Regions from separate parts of the Mus musculus genome. Here region 2 is linked to region 1. A link is a contact called in public promoter capture Hi-C data. All regions are on one chromosome and are shown on one strand. The core of a region is the stretch at or near the end of the contact, and the rest is flanking DNA. Distances in the headings are between cores, read along the strand shown. Region 1 holds the start of Armc2 (armadillo repeat containing 2). Region 2 overlaps Snx3 (sorting nexin 3).

Region 1 (4,040 bases), core at 892-3,391:
CTGTGCCAGAGGATCCAAGAGCCTCACCCAGACACTTAGGCAGAACACCAATATACATGAAATAAGAACAAATAAATAAATCATCAAAGAACCTTTCCAGATTATTATAAACTCCAAAGAAGACAACAGAAGGAGATGTTCCAAATGAAATCAATTTGGAAACTACAAATAAAACTCTATAAGTATATTATATTTATAACTAATCATTTTCCCCTAAGGTCTATGAAACACAGTTTAGTCATCCCTTCTTTACAAAATCCCATCTGTGTAGAATTTTGGAGGAACATCCAAATCAGCCACATAGGCCTCTGTGTAGTAAGTAGCCTAAATATTTTCCCATAGACTGTTCTACAGTAAACTAAGGTATATGCCATTTATCTCTTCAAGTAATTATTTCCTATAACTCTGTCTCTGTCATTCTTTTCGGTTCTTCTAGCCTGCTTGGCTGACATCTGGCCTGCTGGGTTGACTGGCTTCATATTTCAATGGTTTGCTTACAAGGTCTAGTTTAGATGAACATTTTAGACACAAGACCATAGATAACAATTGTTGGTAAAAAAACAAACAAACAAACAGATTTGGTTTTGATGTCTTGTTTTGTCTTCTGAGACAGGGTCTCACTGTGCAGCTCAGGCTAGTTTGGAACTTAAGGTAATCCTCCTGTCTAAGTTTCTCACATGCTGGGATTATAGGTCCAAGCCATGTCTGTTTTACAGGTTTGTAAGCTCATGTTTCAGTGGAGATGAGACTTTTAGACTTAGAAGCCAGCTACTGCAACGTTTGGGAAGGCTCACTGTGGACCGCAAATCTGGGGTGAGAAGAAGATGTAAAGCTGAATTTCTATTGGCTATCGATATACTCATTTTTCACCCACCATCATTCAGAAAGATGTTGAGGTTGAGTTAATATCAGATTACCAGTCATTTAATAACAAAACATTTGGAGAAGTCTGACTCTCCATGAAGGGTCAGATAGACACCTGTATTTATAAACAGCCACCAAGAGACCCAAATGGACTTGTATTTTATCATATCTCACAAACTATGAGATCAAAATGCTAGTTATGCTTTCTATACAACAGGCAATGTCCTTTTGCACAGTTGAGTCTGGTGACACACAAATGGGACTTCATAGGATAGATCCTGTTCCCAGTGAAAAATAATATTTAGTTTGGGATCCTAAACTTCATCAATGATTGAGTTTTCTTTGTCTGTGATGTGGGAAATCTTGTTAAGCACTTGGAAAACCTTTACTCAGTGTTCCAGGTGTCATTTCTCATCAAAGGTATTAACTGTGCAAAATAGATACAATTTAGTTATTCTTTACAAGACCCTTGGCACCATGGAATACGGCATTTTCCCAGTGTTGACAACACTTGCTGATAATCCCTATGTTTATATACCGTAGTGTAAATTTAGAGCTTATGCCTCGCTTGTATTTCACAAGTGTTACCCAATGATCCAGTGTAGACGCAAACAGAGTTTGAATTAGAAACATATACACAGGACTCTTTTTTTTTTCTTCCCCTGTTGGGTTGTAGTGATTCAGTAAGAACACACAGCGACTAGCCATAGCAACCCAAGACTTAAATCGCTCCTTCCTGATCTCACCTTGGGTCCCTAGTTGCTCTGTTGTGAGCTCGCTCTACAAACGGTTGAGTGCTGCCCAAATGCAAGGAGTTAATGATATCCAACAGGTTAACATTCACTGCTACATTCACAGCTCTTCACATTTATTTTGCTACGGCCCACGATTCAGCTATTCACACACAGGGATAGCACTCTCTGCCTGAAGCATAAGAGATGAGATGCTAAGGAACCGTTCCAGGTGGACGTTGACGTCTATAATCAATAACCGACTCTTTCCCAAAACACTACATTGTTCCTCTGCCAGTTGTTTAACAGTCTTGGAGATCCTACGGGGAGAAACAAACATGGTTGAACATATTGCTAATGTAAAAGAAGACTCCCCTCCACCCATTCTTGCCTTTCCCCTGTGGGTATGCTCCTGCCCGCGCTCCCGCACGGGCCCTCGCCACGCCTCGACGCTGCTACGCGTGCGTGGCTAGAGGGATTGGCGCAGGCTCAGTGGCGGAGAGTGGAGCAGGGCCGCCCCGCCCCGCCCCGCCCCGCCCCGCCCCTCCTCCTGGTCCCTGCTGCCCTGCGAGAGCGGGAAGGCCGTCACACTCCGCCGGGGTCTAAGTGTCTAGCGCTTGTCACAGGTGTTTTGAGTCGAGCCCGGATTCCCCAACCAGCACCTACTCCAGCGCATCCCGCTTCGCTCTGCGGCGTCCTGGATCTGTAGGCTGACCGCTCGGCCTGCAGCGAAAGGTGGTTTGTGTACGGTTACCATGGAGATGCTAGCCAGCAGGGCAAAGGCGGTGCGCGGGAGGGCGGGAGGGCGAGGTGAGGATGCTGAGGCGCTCGGCCCTAACCTGGACCGGTGAAGGAGCGGGCTTTTCCGGGAGTGGGAGAGCAGCTGTGCGTGCGGGAGGTGAGGAGTCCCCTGCAGGTTCACCAGGGACCCCTCCTGCAGTCTCTCTTCTGTTCCCAGATAGGGTCGAGGGGTGCTGCTGCATACTCTCGGGGTCTGCACAGGAGTCAGCTTCTGTAACTGTGAGCATTTAGTCAGTTGCCTGGTATTTAACAGGAGTAACCAGTAACACTGGTTGAATGAGAGAGTGATAGACTAAGGGACTCTGTGGAGGCAGGCCACAAGAACAAACTAGGATTTTCCTAGGTAACAAATGACTCCTCAATAAAGTGTATGTGGAACAATATTAATTACACCGTATGTATACAGAATGCCCCTTACAACCCATGCCACAAGTATTACCGCAGGTTCTTCCATCCCGACATCATATTCTTTTCGTTTGGTAGAAAATAAGTCACACTATATGTATCCCATTTTTGTAAATCCCTAAGGTTTTGACTAGCAGTTTGCATAGATTTGGGATAACTGACATTCAGATAAAAACGCTGGGTTTTTTTGTTTGTTTGTTTTTATTTTGTTTTTAAATCAAGGATGGTATTCTCTAGTTGAAAATTTAAATTTATGATATGCATGAAAACATTGGACAGATAGTCTCTTTTGTGACTTCTCTTGTTGGTGAGTATTTTCATTCTAGGAAGATCTTTCTTGACCAGCCAGCACTTGGACAGTACTTCTTAGTATTGTAAGAGCTAGCTAGCATCGTGCTAAAGCATTTGGACATTTCATGCAATGCTGAAAGCTGCCCTGAGAGTTGGTCATTATCCATGCTTTTTTAACAGAAGAGAACTCGGGTATAGAGATGTCTAATGCCCTTCAAGGTCACAGAGCTGCAGATCCTCGGGGGACTTAACACTTGCTCTGACATCTAAGCACTTTTCTTGCACCTGTTTGGATGCTCATTTAATGCCAAAGTAATTCAGTCATGGAAAGAGCCCTGAGTGTTTGATTTGCTGGGGAAAGAGGGTGCACCAGCAAACCCTATGTCGGCAATGTTGATGGGCAATGTTGTCTTTAACATGAAGGAGGTGGCTCTGGTGGCTGTTGGTAGCAAACAGTAGAGATAGGGGTTTTTAAAGATATATTTATTCTTGTTTTATGTGTATGAATGTTTGCCTGTGTGTATGTGTGTGTACAGTGTGCCTGTAATGCCCTCTGAGGCCAGAAGAAGAAAGTAACACATGCAAATAACACGTGGGTCTGGAGAGATGACTCAGTGGTTAGGACCACTGGCTGCTCTTCTAGAGGACCAGGGTTTGATTCCCAGAACCTACACAGTGGCTCACAAGTCCAGTCCCAGCGAATGCAGTATTGTCTTCTGGCCTTGGCAGGCACTGCATGCTTGTGGTGCATTGACATATCCACAGGCAAAACACCCATACACATTAAAACAGCAACAACAAACCCGTTTGGGTGTTCCCCATCGTCCTGCAGATGATGTTCATCCTGTAGTGGTCGCATCTGATACCACAGACCAAACAGTGAGATGCAAGCGACAACTTAGCCTCCCTCTTCTTTCCAGAGTTCACAACTCTTCTGGTTTCTTCTGA
Region 2 (3,750 bases), core at 607-3,106, 500 kb before region 1:
TTACCTCCCATTTTCCCTTTTGAACTTTTGACACAATCATGATTATATCTGATTCTCTCTAATTGAGTGAGGAATGAGAGGAAAGTCTCTTCCCTTCTATATTAGCTTGTAGTTTTTCTATTTGAAAAGGGATCTTTAAAGTTTACTCAGCTGGATATAATTTCTCTTCTTGTACAAGTGCTACACTGGAGTTCTGACAAGGTCTAGCAGGAAACTCTGGGCTTAGGGTGTGACGGACTAATGACGGGAGAGCCTTTGCCCAGTAGAGGCTCTCTAGCACTGTAAGAACAAACAATCAGATTATTATTTTCCCATTACACTTAGAATACTGAGCTTGACTGCAGGTGTCTGTCAATGTTTTTCCTAATTAATTTCAGGAGCAGCTAGCAAGGCCAGCATTAGATATAAGGCTCAGAACTGTCACCCTCAGCTACAGAAGTGTGAGACCTGCCTGTACTATATATATGTCTCAAGAATCAAGTTTTCTTGAGGCTTAGCATTTAGAAGCACTGGCTACTCTTCCAGAGGACCCGGGTTTGATCCCCAGCGCCCACGTGGTGGCTCACAGCTTTCTGTAAATTCAGCTTCAGAGGACCCAAAGTTCTCTTCTGACCCCTGTGGACAATAACCCACACATGGTACACAACACACACACACACACACCACTCATACACATGAGTCTAAAAAAGAAGTTATCTTGATCATTAAAGATCACTTCAACTTACCTGATCAAAAGAAAAAAAAAACTGTCTTGTTTTTGTTTGAACTACTGAGCTCCTACTATTTGATTGCAAGCTCTTGTTTGGCTACTTCCAATTTCTTCTTTTCTTTTCTTTCTTTTTTTTTTTTTTTTTTTAAGATTTACTTTTTTTTTTTTCCTTCTTTTCAGGACAGGGTTTCTCTGTATAGCTCTGGCTGTCCTGGAACTCACTTTGTAGACCAGGCTGTCCTCGAACTCAGAAACCCGCCTGCCTCTGCCTCCCAAGTGCTGGGATTATTATATGTAAGTACACTGTAGCTATCTTCAGACACTCCAGAAGAGGGCATCAGATTTCCTTATAGATGGTTATGAGCCACCATGTGGTTGCTGGGATTTGAACTCAGGACCTTCCGAAGAGCAATCAGCACTCTAAACTGCTGAGCCATCTTGCCAGCCCTCCAATTTCTTTAATGCTTATAAAAAGAGCCTGTAGCTGGATATTCCCCCTACCTTCCAACGTTGGCAGACTATTATTTACCAAGCATCCATAAGACAACTGTGCTAAATATGAAATCATTGTTTAGAACAATGAATAAAATGCAGAACAATCCCTCTTGACGCTCATGAAACACCAAGGAAAATAGAAATGATATAAAAATCTGAATTTGTGTGGTTAAAACACCACAAATAGGACTTGGAGTAGTTTAGTTCATCAATGGAGCCTTGCAGAATATATGAAAAGCCCTGGGATCTCATAATCCCTCCCCCCCCCCCCCGCAATGCCTTTACAGCCTCCCCCACTACATCAAACCAACCATACACAAAAGCAGGAAACTGAGCTATCTGACCAGGACAATGACACTGTGACAGGGACTCACTCTATCTAGAGCCCAGGCTGGCCATGTGATCTCCCCTCAGAGCTCTCAATGATGGAATTTTTTTTCTTTTTAAAGATTTTTCTCTTTCATAAGTGTGTGTGTGTGTGTGTGTGTGTGTGTTTGAGAGTACATGTGCCCAAAGGACAGGGGCACTGCATCCCTGATGCTGCAGTCACGGGCAGTTAGCTGTGAGCTGCAAATGTGGGTACTGAGACCCAAACGGCAGTCTTCTGAATGAGCACGTGTGCTCCAGATTACAGGGGTGACTCATGACTCTCTCTGGATGATAAAGTGTCTCTAAGGGAAAGCTGAAAGGCCCAGGGTAGCCATGAACTAGAACAACTCTGTTGTAGGAAGTGAGATGAAGACACCTCAGCAGGAACAGGCAGGAAAGCCACTCAGTGAACACTGCGAGGCACAGGGAACTAGATATAAGTTCTAACACTTCAAAGAGCTACACAAAATTATTTTGAATGTTTTTAATCAGAAAAAAATAATGTATGTTTCAGATCTATTTAGACTTTATTTTAACATATAACCAAACATTTATAGTTGATATCATTACGTAAACATTTTTGTTGTTCTGAGACACATGTCCCCTGCATAGTCAGGGCTAGCCTCAAACCACTCTGTATCCCTGGGATAGCCCTGAACTCTGATATTCCTGCAGCAGACTCCTTGAGAACTAAGCTTACAGGAACACACATTTCACCTAACCATGTGCAATTTTTAAGTGCCACGTAAAACAAAACAAACAAAAAAAAACCAACAAAAAGATGGTCTGAAAAGATGGTTCATCAGGTAGGGACAGCTGCTGCCAGCAAACCTGATGGCCTGATAATGATTCCTAGGGCCCACATGATGGAGGAGAGAACTGATTCCCACAAGCTGTGGTCTCATCTCCATATCTGTACCCTGTCACAAGTGAGCACACAAGTGCATGTGTACTGCATGTGCACACACTGAGTAAATAAAAATGTAATTTACTGAGACAAGTTCTTTCACTGAGGCCTAGGGATTTTGACTGGCTAGACTGGGGCCAGAAAACCTCCAGGATCTGCCTGTTTCTATCCAGTCTGGCTGGGGTTACAGACTGTGCCACCACGGCCAGCTCTTACATAGGTGCTGGGATCTGAGCTCAGGTTCTCACACTCTCCAGCAAGCACTTTATCCACAGAGCCATCTCCTCGGTCCCAATGTGTCTTTGAATAGAATATTTGTAGGAAGAGATGACGTAGCTCAGGGGTTAGGAGGAGGGTCTGGAGGGACAAGGGGAAGGTTTCCTGTGAATCTTTGTTATTTGCTTTCTTGTACATTTTAAAAGACTGTAAATGGGAACAGACAACAAACCAAACCAAAACTACAGAATAATCAATTCCCTGTATGTTGTTTCCCTCTATTTTCTCTAAGTTAGCAACATATTTTATAACTCTTTTGCTATAACCTAAAAGACAGTGACTCCCATGTTGTAAGAGTTGGCCTTTGAGACTGTGTAAGGGGAAGAGGGAAGAGACCATTGGAGTTCACGTGCTGAGAGAGGCTTACTAAAGTAGCAAAGCTGGTAACTTGTAGCTGCGCCTTCATTCTTCCTTTACGGACAGAGGTTCAGTGTATCACATCAGGGCACTGAGTTATGATAGACAGGAAAAAATGTGTTTGCTTGCCACTGCTGCAGTCAGTTCCAAGTAGCCCCATAACCCCACATCTGTGATTAACACAAAAACCACACTCTTATAATATTTCTGTGTTTTTTTTTAAAAGAAACCAAAAGTACAGAATATATACTATGTATATGTATTAAAATACTTAAGAATTTGGGTCCAGAGCCGGGCGTAGTGGCGCACACCTTTAATCCCAGCACTCAGGAGGCAGAGGCAGGGGGATTTCTGAGTTCGAGGCCAGCCTGGTCTACAAAATGAGTTCCAGGACAGCCAGAGCTATACAGAGAAACCCTGTCTCAAAAAAAAAAAACAAAAAAAAAAAAAAACAAAAAAAACCCAACCCCCCCCCCAAAAAAAAAAAAAGATTGTGGGTCCAGAGCAATGTGTTGGTGGTTAAAGAGCCCAGGCCACTAGCCATGTTAGAGTCCCAGTACCAACACAGAAAACCACAACTGTCAGTAACTAGTTCCAAGGGATCCGTTATGTTCTGGCCTCCACAGGCACCACATGC

Evidence for each region. Promoter capture Hi-C pulls out the DNA fragments that hold promoters and counts their contacts.
Region 2: a promoter capture Hi-C map of liver shows a contact between it and region 1, with 2.1 times the contacts expected there. The contact joins the enhancer-like site here to the promoter of Armc2 in region 1. A contact is called at or near these places in 6 of 39 promoter capture datasets (the C10 cell line, embryonic stem cells, hematopoietic stem and progenitor cells and 3 more) and 1 of 115 datasets of contacts at active chromatin or transcription factors (bone marrow-derived macrophages).

What each region holds. Positions count from the first base shown.
Region 1 is chr10:42,016,483-42,020,522 of GRCm38.p6, reverse strand. It overlaps Armc2 (armadillo repeat containing 2), which reads left to right and starts at 2,141. Exons shown (of 18, transcript NM_001034858.3): 1 at 2,141-2,330. 1700016J18Rik (a long non-coding RNA gene) reads right to left here and starts at 2,369. Exons shown (of 3, transcript XR_871596.3): 1 at 2,262-2,369; 2 at 1,611-1,915.
Region 2 is chr10:42,519,602-42,523,351 of GRCm38.p6, reverse strand. The region is part of intron 1 of Snx3 (sorting nexin 3); the gene reads right to left. Among named protein-coding and RNA genes, the nearest start is that of Snx3, 19 kb to the right of the region's middle. Within about 2 kb of position 1,856, at least 36 of the 459 cell types and tissues checked have an H3K27ac peak or open chromatin away from gene starts, as enhancers often do. A contact at or near this core is called in liver, where this site is marked.